2 separate regions of the Xenopus laevis genome follow, and region 2 is linked to region 1. The links are chromatin contacts, called in public Hi-C maps. All regions are on one chromosome and are shown on one strand. Each heading gives the region's core, a stretch centred on a gene start, on an enhancer-like site or on the middle of the called end of the contact. The rest is flanking DNA. Distances are from core to core; before and after follow the strand shown.

Region 1 (2,888 bases), core at 344-2,843:
TCCGGTGACAAATCGCCTCTTCGGGCGACTAATCTCCCCGAACTGCCTTCCCGTCGGCTAGAATCTAAATCACCGGCGGAAAGGCAGTTAAGGGAGATTAATCACCCGAAGAAGAGGCGATTTGTCGCCGGGCGACTAACTCTACCCGAATCTCCACATGTCTCTGCCCTTAAGTTAACTTTTAGTAGGTTACAGAATTGCCTGTTCTTGACAACTTTTTATGTGGTCTTCATTTTATTTAAATAGGTTATTCTGCCTCTTTCCATCTAAAATGCTTACTGGCAGTGTGGGAGGGGGTGGCTGTCCCATGCAAACCTGTTGCTCTGTTAAGATACAGGTTTATTATTACTTATGTGTCTATTCAGACACCCTTCTATCCATGTTCTGGTCTGTCAAAAAAAAGCACTGCCTACTTGCTAGAGTGATTAACCCCAAGCAACCAGAGTAAAATTGCTAAATAATTCAAAAAGCATAAATAGAAGTAAAAATAAAGGGCAAATGAAAATGTTAGTCTACATTATACTAAAAGTTCATATTAAGGAAACTATCCCTTTCATGTGCAGCTGCCGGAGACAGGTATATAGGGAGACAGGTATATAGAGAGACAGGTATATATAGGAGACAGGTATATATAGGAGACAGGTATATATAGGAGACAGGTATATATAGGAGACAGGTATATATAGGAGACAGGTATATATAGGAGACAGGTATATATAGGAGACAGGTATATATAGGAGACAGGTATATATAGGAGACAGGTATATATAGGAGACAGGTATATATAGGAGACAGGTATATAGATGCAGCTGGAAGGGCCGCGGGATAGACAGGCCTCGGAGAGAATGCTGACAAGTTGGTTTCACACAGACTACTACCCCTATTGCTGCAGTACTAAAGTCAAACCTCCGATCCGGGGCCTACTGTACAGGCCGAAGCCTGAGCTAGAGTAGCGGCGGCGCTCGTAGGCGATACCTGGTAGGGTTGGGAGTCCCTTCGGTCGTGACAGCTGCAAAGGACAAGGAGAGAGAAGCGCCGTTAGAGACGATGAGGTGGATAAAGAGAGAGGGGGACAAGGCTCCCTCCCGCCTCCACTTCTCGGGGGGTTCGCAACAAAAATGGCGTCTCCGCCAGAGGGGAGGAAAGAGGGAGAAGGGGGTGAGGTAACGAGAAAGCGGTGCATTACCCATCACTGAGTCTCGCTTGTTTCCTTGCATACATTACCATCAATGCCGTGTGTGAGTGGGGTGTGGAGGCGAGAGAGAGAGCTAGGAGGAGGAGGAGGGGGAGGGCTGGAGATGATGAGGATAATAATAATAATAAACCCGACCACCGGGAGGCGGCGGGACTCGGAAACCTTCGGAGGTATCCGGGAAGTGGGCGCCTCTATTTTAAAAGGCTCGGGAGACTTTATACAGGGGGTTCGATGTGTTTAATGGGGCGAGTGCCCGCGATCCATCTTCCCCCCCGCACACACAGACACAGACGGCACGACGCAAGCAGTGGGAGCGCGGATATTCCGGGGACGCGCAGCGACTCTACCAAAACCGACTCATCCGTGAGCGCATGCGCACACCAGCCTTTCCTGCGTCAGTGCGCGCAAGCTCAGCCCAACCTCACCTTCCTCCGCCCTGATTTCCTACAGACAGCTACGTCACTGCTTCCTTTTTCTAAAAAAAAAAAAAAAAACTTTATTTGTTTCTCACAATTACAATACACGAAAATCGGGCTTCTCAGGTTTTGCTTTGAGTAGACGTGTACCGAGCAAACTGGGGATGTTTGATATAATACATTTTGCCATGCAGGCACTATTTTGAAAGACTAATTCTTCTAGCTTGTTTAGCGAATACAATAAAGGTGCAAATCGCGTTTGACAACCTATTAAAGGGTTTTTTTACTCTGAAATTAACTTTTAGTACGATGTAGAGAGCAACATTCTGAGGCAATTTGCAATTGGTTTTCATTTTTTAATTGTGGTTTTTCAGTTATTTAGCCTTTTTATTCTGCAGCTCATTTTCAGCAATCTGGTTGCTAGGGTCCAAATTACCATAGCAACCGTGCATTGACATTGAAGTGGGCGATATCGGGCTGATCTCATCATGGGCCCTAGGGCCCAACGATAGGATCAGAATGGAGGCGATATGGGCAGTTGGATTAACCGCATAAACGCACAAATTGCGCCCGCTTTCCAACTGAGATATGGCCGACTTTCCGCCACATATCGATCAGGGAAGCCCATCGGATGGCCCCACACACGGGCCAATAAGCTGACAACTCTGTCTGTCGGCATCTTTTATCATCCCATGCCTTTAGAGAGGGCCTGAATAGAAAGTTGTTATAGAAAAATAGCGATAACAATACATTTCTAGCCTTATAGAACATTTGTTTTTAGATGTGGTCAGTGATCCCCATTTGAAAGCTGGACAGAGTCAGAAGAAAAAGGCAAATAATTAAAAAACTATAAAAAAAAAACTGAATAATGAAGACCAATTGAAAAGTTGCTTAGAATTGGCCATTCTATAACATACTAAAAGTTAACTTAAAGGTGAACCACCCCTTTAAAGGAGAAACAAACCCATAACATAAAAAACCTCTATCCTCTACCCTTCGTAGACCTTCCCTCCCTCCTCCCCCCTCAGCCTTGGTGGTACCCGGGGGAAAATTCGGAAATTTACGTGACTGTCGGCACATGTGCAATTGTTCGGGACTGGACAATTACTCCAACTGTGCATGCGCCGAAAACAAAGGTCTGCTTCAGAAGTTTATCGAAGAAAAGAAGATGGCTGCCTTGAACTGCGGCATAGGCGGAGGGTGACTTTTGAGTTTGGGAAGGCTAATTAAAGATCGCCTATCACCAAAAAAAAATTCCCCTATTAGAGGTGCAGGCT
Region 2 (2,793 bases), core at 112-2,611, 78 kb after region 1:
CTGTCAATGACAAATTAGGAAATCATACTGGCTATTATGATACTGACAAAAACAGGGGTGACTCCTAAGTCACCTGTTAAGTAATTTCTGGAATTGTATTTATAATGAAGTATAAACACTGGCCCAGGCTATTCCCTTAAACATTATTACTTATCAGCATGGTGATCACATACAGTTGCTTTCCACTAGGAAAATACAGGTATGGGATCTGTTATCTGGAAACACGTTATCCAGAACGTTCCTTATTCGGAAAAACCCAGGTCTCGAGCATTCTGGATAACCAGCCTATACCTGTACTGGGAGATGAATTTGGTACCAGGTGAAATGCAAGTCTGGTTACTGAGCTGAATATATGTAATGTGTTTATAAAATGTATTGTGTTACTAAATCCATGTCTTTCAAATGATTGCTTCAACAAGGAGCTATGTATGTAAATATGTATACACAGTAGGTCTGTATGTTGAGTTATCATTCAATGCTGGGAGTTGTTGTAGAGCTAAAGGCATTCTTGGCTTGCACTTCAGGATATGTTGGTTCCTTTCACTAAATGACAACAAAGCCCATATAAACGCTGTAATACTATACATCCAATGCAAATAGAGGCTTACACAGACTGTCCCTTTATGTTGGGGACAAAGAAATAACAAACCCATGCCCATACTATAATAGGAGATTGTCTTCTAAAGAATTTACGGAGTGGGCAATCCCTCTCCTGCCATAAAACGGAAATAACAATTTAGCAATTAACAACATTGTTTGGCCTAGTTTCCTCAACAAGTCCTAATGACACCAAAGTAGTGTCAATCTCATTAGGGTCTATCTCAGAGAATTATGTTGGTGCAACGATTGTGTGCTGATGAATCTGTACTTCCCCTTTATCCGTTCCTGAGGTTCCATTCTGATTGCACTTCACTGTAGTATTTTGTCTGCATCATGTGTAATATACAGGAATAAAGCTTGAAATGCACAAATCCAAGATTTTATAAAACCCATATGAAATGTGAGGTTTACAGATTACAGAGTGCTAAATCTAAAGCAAAGCCTCAAGGACAGTGGGAAGGTTACATTACAGAAATTAAATTACAGAAGTGCATCAGAGACTTGGACGCGCATCCCAAGGTCTTGGTCATAATTATATAGGAGCACATCAGCTCGGACATGGTATAGTTATAACATAATAAAAGACAGAAGTACAGTCTCTGTAATTTAGATCTCACATTAAATAATAATATCACATTATATCTCACATTATTAATAGTAATAAAGGATTTTATGCTGATCATTTGTGGATATTTCCTTACCTGAATGCCAGCCCATGCAATTGCTACAGGTCCACCAGAAATTTAAAGCATTTGATCCCTTTTTGGTAGAATGTCATTGTTCAGGGCTAAGCCACACTGTAAGGCAGTGGTTCCCAAACTGTTGGACTTGGAGCAGTGGCAAGGGTTGAGGATGAAGACCAGTTAGTGTGAGATTTGGGGAGAATGTCTAATTTTTGTATTAGAGATAGCTGAAACTCAGCTGGAAGGTCAATTTTGGAAAAAAATTGAGGTTAACACTTGTTTCCTGCCCAGGATATTTCTGGAACTATGTATAAATGAAACCAGTGCTGTGGGGAGCTGAGATTTGGTGGATTTAATATCTAGACACTTGACCTTGGAGGCATCTTCATGAACTATACCCACATTAAGGAAATATACAGATTGCTAAACTGATATTTTATTATTAAAACAAATTACAACCTACATCAGGGTTACAAAGAACTGATGCAAAGTCTGAGCCAATGACAAAGCCACAGAGCAACCCCTCTCTTCTCATAACAAACATCACTAGTTTTAGGTTTTTGCCTGTTGAACTCTTGAGCTCTTGTTCTTTCTCAGCATTTGTGCACTTGCTAACTGCTCTCAATAATAAATAGTAATGGTTGCCCATCGATCTCTTGGAGGCTTTATGGCTCGCTCTTCTTTGTGGAAATCTTCCAGTGTCTTTACATATTGTACATGTTGTGCTCAGTGAACGGTGGCCAAGATTCTGCTGACAGATGGCAGCTTTAATACCTTTGCTGCTTCCCTGCTCTCCTAATGAGCAGCATTTATGGAAGTGGGGAAAAGACATTGTGGGAAGCAGCTCTTACTTCTTTCTGTTCTTCACTCTGAGCCATGACCTTGCATATTCATTGTCCGATAAAAGGCTCTTCCAAGAGAAACAAATATATGTCAAACCACCTGTGCTCTTGAATGTAGACACCATTAACTAAATCAAAGATGATACTGAGTAAATATTTTTAAAATTGTTCACAATGAGCCCAGGCAGGACACATGATGGAGTCTTTGGCTCATCTGAAGCTTGGATTGCTGGGTATCATGTGGGCATAGATTTTCAGGAGATTGTTGGGCATTACCACCAGTGTCAGACTGGCCCACAGGGATACCAGGAAAACTCCCGGTGGGCCCAGTTGTTAATGGCCCTCTTACTTCTAACCATTTAGTGAGGAGAGGAGAAATAATAGTTTGGAACAGTGTTGTAACTAGATGTTACTGGGCCTGAAACCAAATTAATTTTAGGGCCTCCAACATAACTAGAGGTTGTCCATTGTTTACCAATATACCAATATTTTTTTTACCAATATATGTTGAAATTGCTTATTATTTAAGGCCCTTATGAGGTCCCTATACCTCCTGTGGCCCCCTCCAACCGCAGGGTCTGCTTCCTCTGTAGTTACACCCCTGATTTAGAAAGTGGGCCCACGGTCTAAGGTTTTCTGGTGGCCCCTGGCATTCCAGTCTGACACTG

The links. A called contact is a pair of places that touch in the nucleus more often than the background predicts.
Region 2: a Hi-C map of the XTC cell line shows a contact between it and region 1, with 5 times the contacts expected there. The contact joins the enhancer-like site here to the promoter of wac.L in region 1. A contact is called at or near these places in 3 of 4 Hi-C or Micro-C datasets (the XL177 cell line, the XTC cell line and animal cap).

What each region holds. Positions count from the first base shown.
Region 1 is chr6L:23,482,824-23,485,711 of Xenopus_laevis_v10.1, forward strand. wac.L (WW domain-containing adapter protein with coiled-coil) reads right to left here and starts at 1,594. Exons shown (of 13, transcript XM_018267207.2): 1 at 1,187-1,594; 2 at 907-1,009. The coding sequence starts at 1,227.
Region 2 is chr6L:23,560,765-23,563,557 of Xenopus_laevis_v10.1, forward strand. The region is part of intron 3 of LOC108718775 (MAGUK p55 subfamily member 7); the gene reads left to right. Among protein-coding and RNA genes, the nearest start is that of LOC108718775, 53 kb to the left of the region's middle. Within about 2 kb of position 1,362, at least 1 of the 7 cell types and tissues checked has an H3K27ac peak or open chromatin away from gene starts, as enhancers often do.